2 separate regions of the Drosophila melanogaster genome follow, and region 1 is linked to region 2. The links are chromatin contacts, called in public targeted proximity ligation maps. All regions are on one chromosome and are shown on one strand. The core of a region is the stretch at or near the end of the contact, and the rest is flanking DNA. Distances in the headings are between cores, read along the strand shown. Region 1 holds the start of Rev1 (DNA polymerase Rev1). Region 2 holds the start of MED14 (Mediator complex subunit 14).

The links.
Region 1: a contact with region 2 is called in a targeted proximity ligation map of the Kc167 cell line, with 4 times the contacts expected there. A contact is called at or near these places in 31 of 107 Hi-C or Micro-C datasets (the Clone 8 cell line, the D17-c3 cell line, the Kc167 cell line and 8 more) and 6 of 7 datasets of targeted methods (the Kc167 cell line and the S2 cell line).

What each region holds. Positions count from the first base shown.
Region 1 is chr3L:652,413-657,204 of dm6, reverse strand. Rev1 (DNA polymerase Rev1) reads right to left here and starts at 2,842. Exons shown (of 7, transcript NM_138203.3): 1 at 2,728-2,842; 2 at 1,312-2,669; 3 at 975-1,257; 4 at 489-912; 5 at 373-426; 6 at 1-307. The coding sequence starts at 2,763. MED30 (Mediator complex subunit 30) reads left to right here and starts at 3,116. Exons shown (of 1, transcript NM_138202.4): 1 at 3,116-4,218. The coding sequence starts at 3,195. The coding sequence ends at 4,151. It overlaps CG3402, which reads left to right and starts at 4,324. Exons shown (of 3, transcript NM_138201.4): 1 at 4,324-4,494; 2 at 4,633-4,761. The coding sequence starts at 4,441.
Region 2 is chr3L:591,820-596,590 of dm6, reverse strand. It overlaps MED14 (Mediator complex subunit 14), which reads right to left and starts at 3,345. Exons shown (of 9, transcript NM_167835.2): 1 at 3,088-3,345; 2 at 2,931-3,025; 3 at 2,300-2,865; 4 at 1,740-2,237; 5 at 1,308-1,675; 6 at 1,015-1,249; 7 at 321-956; 8 at 1-264. The coding sequence starts at 3,165.

The DNA.
Region 1 (4,792 bases), core at 1,593-4,092, 61 kb before region 2:
TTTAATAAAGGCGGTGAGCGGAGGGTCGGATATTGTGGAGAACGATATCCATCGTACTCGGCAATGCAGAGGTGTTCCTCCCTATTGGCAATCACCTCGAGGCGTATATCCTCCGGCAGCTGAGCCAAAACATCCTCATCAAGTTTTGGTACAAGGGATAATGGCCGAGTTATCGGCTTTGAAGTTCCTCTTTGACTCCTGTCTTCGGTTACCGATTTCCTGCTCACCGCTGCTGCCGTGAGCATACTCAAAACATTCCTGGGCTCACGGGGCTTAGGTTTATTTTCAAACACGAGTGGTTTGTTGACTGCAGATAGATGATATACAGGTCTTAAATAAGTTGGGAAGTAAATTATTTTTCAGCTTAAATACCTTTATCATCGCCTATGGACTTATCGCCAACTGCTCCTTGGGGTATTGGTTTATCTAAAGGAAACGTGTACGACATTTTAATAAAATCGGTATACAAAATTGGCCGGATTAAATACCTTTCCTCATTTCGGACATTTTGCCGAACATCTCCTTGATATTGTTCTCCTTCCGAACTTCGTTGGCATCCTCCAGCCTAGTGAGATGTATGCCTAGCCCACGCAATTCGTCGGGCGGTATATCGGCGTCTTTCATCAGGTCGAGGACCACCGTGGTGATTACATTTACATCATCCGTGGCATATTTGATCAGAGAGGACTTGTTGATTATATCGCAAACTCCGTGGCCCATGTACTTGGAGGTTTCGACTGGCGCTTCGGCGGCGCGCACCATTATCTTCAGATTAATCGATCTAGCTTTGCGCCTTATCTCAACCAGACGCTTAGTAACCTCTTCGCTGAGCTGACACAGAAATTGTTCGCACTCGACCGAGTTGGTAAAGCGAATACCAAAGTTCATTTCGGCAGAAACTGTTTTGCGGATCTAAACGAAAAGTACGGTATTAGAAACAAATATGTGGGACGCAATAAAATCTGCACACCAACCTGCTCGTAAGCCAAAGGACGATCATCAATTCCTCTGCAGTTCTGGAACAAATTCTGTCCAAGTTTCTTGCCCAGCACTTTTTCCATCTTCTCCAACGTTGTATTCTGAACATCTCCACAATTATTCAGTCCCGCCTGTTTGAGCTTATGGCTTATGCTGCTGCCCACACCGGGCAGTAAATCCAAAGACATCGGCGCCATATAGGCCAAAATATCATTGCTCGAATCCAACAAGAACTGGCCATTCGGCTTGGCCTCCTTGGTGGCCATACGCGCCAGCAACCTATAATATATATAATATATATTATAATTGTAAAAGGCTTATTTGGTCTCTCACTTGTTGCCTGCCACTCCTGCTGAGCACGGACATCCCGTTTTGGAGTAAACCTCCTGCCTGAGGTGACTCACAAAAGCCATCACATCTACATTGAGTTCGTGTGCCAGATCGGTTAGCTCCACAAACATCTCGTCGCAACTCACAGCCTCGATATTTAAGGTATACTGAGCCACTGTGTCGTACAGAGTGAAAGCCACCTCCTTGTAGCCTTCGAAGTCGTACGGAATCGTCTTTAACTCCGGGCACAGCTTCAGGGCCTGGCCCACAAACATGCCATTGCGGATACCCTTTTCCCGCGCCTCGTAGCTGCAGGAGGCGATCTCCGAGAGCGACATTTTCTTGTCGAAGCCCGAGCGCACCTTTTCCGCCTTGTCTCCATCGTGGAAATGGTGCTCGAAGCGCTGGGCAAAGAGTTCCAGCTCTGCCTTTCGGTCCGCCTGCGGATGCACCGGTACATCGGTGGCTGCGTTACCTCCCTTCGAGTGGGTCACCGCAATCGGCAGCCCACGAAGCTCAGGACGGGTTCTTAGGCCCACGGACACAAAGAAGCAGTCCATGTCAATGTGCATCACATAGCGTTCCAAACAATTGTGGTGTGAATTAGCAAGGGACTTCAGTGTCTCTCTTTTGGGAAAGCCCTGGGTACCATGCTTCTGACGCAACCGGCAGACATACTGCTTGAAACCCGCGCCTAGAGTGGCGATGTGATGCAGTCGTGAGTTCTTATAGAATTCACTTAAGAAATTTGGATCCGCGGCTGTGCGAGCGGTGGTGGAGTTATTCGAGGTGGTGGATAAGTTTGTGATCTTGCTCTCTGATGCACTGGCCTCCTTTTCCGGCGAAGTGGCCACAGCCTGCTGCAAATTCTTGAGAATGCCACCCAACTCCATTTGCGTTTCATCTTTTGTAGAGTCTACTTCCACTTCCGCTTTATCTTTCGGCGGCTCCACATCCGATTTGCTCTCATTTGCGCCGTTGTCTTTGGGTTTCCCAAAGATGAGCATGGGCTGCGATGTCTTCTGGTTCGTGTACAGCAGATAGGGTTTGTAGTCTACTATCTTCTTTTTCTCCAGACAATCCACCACCCACTTGGCGCTGATGAACTTGCTGAGATTCATGTTCCTGACCTTCACATCGGGCAGAACGGAGGCTATTATGTACGTCGTGTGGCTCCTTTCGTAGTGGTGAAAGGTCCCGCCGTGCACCATCATAATACGCTTCAGTTCATCCGCCGAAGGGTCAGTCCGGCCGTTCACAAATATAGAAATTCCTTGGAAGAGGTCCGACTTGCGAAATGGATCGCTGGCGGCAGCGAACTGCTCCTCAAGTTTAGATTTCTTGGCTTCGAAGTAGCCGCCCTGAAAAGAGCAGGTTTGGTTTATGTACAATGTTTTTAGCATTTTATCTACATCTTACCCATTCACTAAAACCATTATCCTCATCGCGGGTCATTTTTAATCGTTTAAAAGCATGAAAAAGCCAAAATTGAATTCCACCAATACCGCTCAGCTGACACACCTATGTTCATTATTTTTGCGCGCATGTGGCAACTCTCTTTTCGCATGGACGCATTCCTAACGAGTTTTGCAGGGGGCTATTATTACCATTTTGGATTTGACTAAGAATTTAAATTTTAGTAATCACCAAATAAAAACTTAGTAAAAACACTCAAATTTATCTAGTGAAGATAATCTAGATCTAGATCTAGATCTATCATTTAGGATTGGTAATTTAAAACCCGCGACTTCACAGCTGTTTGCGAGCATACAGTTTCAGCGTTATCTAACACTATCCGTTTTGTTTTATGTTATCGACAACAGTGTCATTTGCCAAAGTTTATCGTTCTGCGTGATATTTTGTTTATTTTATAAGAACGTTGCAAAATGTGGAAATACGGTCAAAACCAGGGTAATCAGGGACCATCGAGCGGCGGCGGAGGAGGCGGGGGCCCCAACATGATGCCGATGGGTGGATTTGGCATGCAGCACGGCAATATGCAGCAAATGCACATGTCGCCTCAACATCAACAGCAGCAACAACAAATGGGCATGATGGGCGGCCCGGGTAGCATGCAGATGAATCCCCAAGGACCTGGAGGTCCTGGCGGCCTGATGCCCGGCATGTCTCCGCAGCACCAGATGCAGCAACAGCAGCAGCAGCAGATGATGCAGCAGCAAATGATGGTGCCCCAACAAGGAGTGGGCGTCGGAGTGGGAATGGGCGGTGGTGTGGGAATGGGCGGAGGGGGAGTGGTTCCACAGCAGCAGCAACAGCAGCCCCAACAAAACATGCCCCAGCAGAACATTCCCCAACAGCAACAGCAACTCAATCCGGTCGCAGGAATTCCACCCGGTGGAGCCGGGGGCAGCAACAATATGCTGGCTATCTCGCAGCAAAATCCTCACAAGGAGATTAACATTGTGCAGCTGTCCCGTCTCGGTCAGGAAACGGTGCAGGATATCGCCTCGCGCTTCCAGGAGGTCTTCGCCTCCCTCAAGGGCATCCAGCCCACCTCGCACAGGGAAAACAGCTCCGAGAAGAAGGTGCAGGAGTACTTCCGCACCATCCGGCTGCTCTTCAAGAGGGTGCGCATCATCTACGAGAAGTGCAACGACGCCGGAATGGATTACATGAGCGCCGAGAGTCTGATTCCCTACCGCGATGAGCCGGAACCGAGAATCGAGCCCTCGCTGTGCGATGAGTACCGGAAAGTCCTGCAGGAGAACCATGAACTCATAGAGACCGTCAAGCTGAAGAACAGGCAGCTACGCGAGATCATCGATCGGACACGCATCATCATCTGGGAGATCAACACCATGCTGGCCATGCGGCGCTCATAGGCATAGGGACTCTAGATGTATAATATAGTATAAATAAAACTAAGAAACATTGCCAAACAGCAATCGTAAAGACCTTCATGTTTTTATTTTATATGAAAAGTATATATTTAAAGTCAGCGGCAGTCGCTGGCAACAATCGCATTATTGCTGCAACCTATCGATTTTTCGCCATCGATAAATGATTGCGAGGAAGAAGCAGAGTTTGTTGTGGGCGACAATCTTAAGACGAATTTACCAGCGGAATCTTAGCTAATCTAGCAAATTAAAGTTAGTCAAAGCATCGGTAGACATGGCGAAAATGGCATTCCAGCACCAGGCCGGCACGGCGATGGAGTGCTTGAGCGTAAGTTGCGAACGAACTAAACCTGGCTCACACGCACAGTCGCCTGTGTGTGTATAGGTGAAATTGGGTCGCTGGAGCAAAAAAGACAAGCCACTTTCAAATTCGAGTGATTGATGAAATGTGACTCACAATTCCCAGATTCCCATCACGCTGCACAAGGAGAAGGACTACGACCAGGAGGGGCGCGAGATCCTCAAGTGCGGCTTCAAGATCGGCGGCGGAATCGACCAGGACTACAAGAAAAGCCCTCAGGGATACACGGATTATGTGAGAAACTTGGGAAACACTAGAACCTAAT
Region 2 (4,771 bases), core at 2,096-4,595:
AGCTCAACGGGTTGTAGGTTTCATGGAGAATCTGGGCGATTTGGGTGATGCTATGCTGCTGGTTCAAGTGTTGCGCCAGCTGGTCACGCATCATTGAGTGCCCGTTTACAGCTGACATTCCGCCGACGAACGTCAGTCGGAAGCCGTGGGATTGCACCGACCAATAGATATTGCAGCTCACCTCTTTTTTGGGTCCGTATCCGAGGAGCAGGTTCATGTAGCTGTATGACTTGACCACTAGCATGTCACAAAGGGAAAGACGTTCTAAAAAATGAAGGTAAGTTAATAAATGCAGACGAATGCACGTGTATTATACTAACTATTTAGCAGCTGCTCAGCAAAGTCGTAAACCAGCGTGTAAAGGTACACGATTTTCGACCAGTCGTTTAGCAAATCCTCAACTGTTTTTGAAAAGTCGTAGTTCGCCTGTTCGTAGGTGAGGTAAACAGTCCGCCGACTGCCCTGCTCCTTCGGATGGCTACTTTGCAGCGGTGTGCTGTAGAAGACGAACTCCACTACCCAGATCCGGACCTGGCTGTTCTTGTTGGTCTGTGAACGAATCGATATGGAGAGAACGCGACGCATTAGGTCGTCCCACACGTGGGAGTCGATTTTCGGCAGTCCAGAGGTACCACTTGGCTTATTTTCTCCTGCCACTGCAGGTGCTCCCTGTTGCTGCTGTTGTTGGGTTGCAAAGGTTGTTTTTCCTGGCTGTGGTAAGGCCAGTATCTTCAGAACAAGTGACGTGGCATTCGCTTCCACCTGCAGTCCGCTGTGGGGAATATTGTGCTTGGACAGCGTCTGGGCTAGGTTCATGAACGGTATCTTTTCATCGCACATGGCCACCACATGAGCCAGCTCGGGAATGAAGTAGGCAGGAAATATGGTCTTTTGTTGTTTAGCTGGAGGAGCCAGCAAATCCCCATTCGACTTTCGTTTGTGCGGGGAAACCTCCGCTAAAAGATGGATTGTTTGATAATATGGAAAAGGGATTTAAAGTGTCATTGTGCTCACCGTCCACCTCAGTGCCAGGTCCATGAGTGGCAACAAAAGTATCAAACTCAATAAGGCGCATCAGCTTGGTGTAACACTTTGGAATGTCCGAATGCGGTTGGGCCACTATAGACACCAGCTGCATGGCGGAGTCGTCTATAACATCCAGCTCGTCCTTTTGGTAGGCCACGAAGCCCAGGTGAAAGGTGTATTCCATTTCGTTGGGCATGGTAGTCTTTTCCTTGAGTTGAACCACCTGGAATGAATCAATGTTTTCATATTTTCACAATTACACTTACTAAATGTATAATTACCAAAACAATATTTGGATGCCTGTGCAGCTTGACATAAATCTTGTGCCTGCCCGGCTGCAAAATCTCCTGATCAGGCTGCACAAGAAATGGAAGTGTCTCGGTGGCCGTAGCCGGAAGATGTTGTAGGGTTTTGTCGCACCTCCGATGGGTGATCCAAAAGCGCAGCTCCGAAAGCAAAGCGGGCAGCTTGCTGCGATCCCCATTGAGGCAGTCCTGCATCTCCTCCATTATCGGACAGTCCAGATGCTTGGGCACATGACAACGGAACATGCCTGTGTGGGTGTCAATGGTGATGTGAATCTGCTCGGCCCTCAGACAGGGCGAGAGTACGGGGACGGTCAAAATAGCAGGAGTTCCTTGGAGGTTGACTGTCATTGGGAGAACAGGGATTAGTTAGTCCTCGATAATCTACCTAGTTAAGTTTTACTTTACACTCACAGTCAACATCTTTCAAAAAAGCCTGAAACTCCAGCTTGAGATCGCTCAGCCTGGACACCGATCGTATGTAGACAGTATGTACAATTAGGCGCTCCATCGAAAGGTGTTCAGAGCGTACGGCCCGATCCGCCACTTCGGCAGACTCCTTGGCGCCCAGTGAGGGCACGTGGACCACTGCCAACGGACGCCCGATCTCGCTGGGATCCGATTGAACGGTTAGGCGGTAGCCCAGCTCCGACTTTAGATCACGCCAATACGACACCGTCAGTTTTACGCCTGGTACGTACTCTTCCACAGTTATATTGTTGTCGTCCAGTCTTTCGTAGTTCAAACGCAGGGTCTGCGTGTACAGAACCTCCAGCTGCAGGGATTGGCAGAAGTAGTGCAGACAGTTGTAGACCTCGCTAAGAGCATTGGGATTCTCTACTAGGCGTGCCTGGATGAGCTGATGGATGTAGTTGACCTGCAGCGGATGCACCAGCGATTTTCCGTCTATCAAAGTCAATGATTTTAGTACATAATATAGACTTATGAGAGAATTACAGATTCCTTACCTCCCGTCTCCTTGTCCTCTACGAGCACATCGATGTCCAGCAGCCGCCAAGGTACTGTGGGATTATCCCCCATTACGGTCAGTGAAACGCTAAACTCGTGCTTCACCTCGAAGGTGACTCGTCCGTTGCGAATGCGAAATTCTCTCATCTGGGGCAAAAGTTTTCCTGTGACCAGGCGGTGCTGGATGACTTGGTTCAGGCGGAGCAGTGTCTGTCTCTTCTCCGCCGGCGTAATTGCATCGGCCGGCACAATACGCTCGCGTATACAGGTGGGTAGACGATTATATGTGCCAGTAGTCAGAACTTCGACGGCGGCGGGTATGTGAAAGTTGGGCAATCGAGCACGAACCAAAGTTTCACGAGACATGCGCGCCAGCATGTCGGCGGTCTCCACAAAAAGCATGTTCTGCTTGTCCAGGAAGCTCATTATCTGCGACGATTTGTCCACCTTGGACACCGAGTTGCCCCATTTGACCAGCGCATTCAGCCTGGTGAACAAATGGCGGGTGCGTGCCGCGTAGTTGTAGATCTCCACCTTGCGTTCCATGTCCGTTTTGCGTGGTAATCTAAAATTCGCGGTAAGCAAGCCTCAGTTAAACATATAAATATACTCATTCAAACATTTACTCACAGTTCAGCCAGTACAGTTAGTTCATGATACGTCCGCTGGATGATGAAGTCGATCAGCACCGACATGGACATGGTGTTGATCCGGGGGCCGCCCTCCTGTGAAGCACAATGTATCCATTGTATGGAGATGGGATAATGAGTTTGGCAGCAACACTCACCTGGGCAGCGGGCAGGTAGCCTCCTCCGCCACCGCCAACACCAGGCATTTGCTCGAGGGGCAAGGGGGTGGGCGCCATGATGTTTGCTGTTTGTTCCCTGTCTGCTCCGCGTCTTTTGCTTTGCGTTTCTTATGGTTTATGGATGGCCTTTCTAGTTGTGCATATTTTAGTGCAGTTTTGGCCCGCTTACGTGCGTTTTCCGGTGAATTTCGCGAAAATTCGGCAGCGCAGCAAAATTCTATTATTGCTCGATTGGCGAACCGATAAACGTGTCATCGATTTTAGGAGGCGTTAGTTGTACGAAAGTATCGGTGTTACCGTTTGACTTGCGCACTTTTTAGTATTTATCAACTAATACATTAATACTGCATTCCAGTAATATACGTATTTTTACATATAATTTTTAAATATTCTACATGCAAAATATGTAGATACAATTTAAAATTTTCACATATCATGCATAAATTATATTATAATTATTATTATATTATTATATTATTATTATTATTATTAGTTAACACTTATTATTTATAAGCTGCTTAATTAATAATCTCACATTGTTAAGAGTTTTTGGATTTCTTTTATTGGTCTGTAGACAAAATATTAAATTATTTATTTTGCCCAATAAATCGCAGTCTCACATGATCGCCTGATCGGGTTTTATCTTAATTTAATGAATGTTCTCCGAATGTTTTATTTTATATATAATATTTACTTTTTAACTTCATCGTAGTGCCAGGTTCATAACCAAATTCCGCTGGCACTGCCAATTATAGACAGCGGGAAAAGTTCATTGACCAAGTCAGCTTTCCATTACCATTACCACTACCACGGGCACTCGGGTGTTTTAGTTTTCCTCATGTGGCGGCTGTTAAAAATAAGGAAAACAAAAACATTTCCGCTTTTGTTTCTTTGAATTTTGACACGGTTGATGTTTGGCTGCCATTGCACATGGCACTCGGAGCCTCCCCGATCCCGATCCCCATACCCCTCTCTCTCACAATCCGATCCCATCCCCAATAAACAGCCACTGATTCAAGTGGCGGCACATGCCAACCCTCCGTCTCTATCCTCACCCACCAAAAAACACATTCGTTTGGGCCTTGCAAAGTGGCAGCCACCTTCGGAATCGCTCCACTTGCTCTTGGAAAGTTCTCGCAGATGGGTGGCAGGGGGATCGGGACTAGGGACTCGGGATCGGTACTCGGTACTCGGAGTTTGAACTTCCCGCAACTATAGCTCTCCCCTAATTGGTATAAATAGAACTTTATGATCTCGCCACGGAACGGCACGATCCAAAACTTTGATTCCGCGCCCAGGAATTACTCACACTCACATATCCGGCCCGAAGGCCCTCCCTACCCACCTTCCATCCGCATCCAGATCCATTTCCATATCCACATCCATCCGACAAAACCCTTGAGTTCACAAGGAGTTCCCGTAAACAGGATGCGGCTGGACCTGAAATTAGGTGCTGAAGTTGCACCGCTCCGCATAAGTTATTGCCACTCGATCTCGGGCCAGATCCATTGATCTGATTTCGATCCATCACTACAATTGGGGATAATTTACTAACCCACATCATTGTGGATCTTTATTTACCAAACAAAGGCGGAGCAAGTTGTGTGCCTTCTTTACTTCTTGTTGAATTTCGCATTACGGCGGATTTCGCTTATTTATCTGC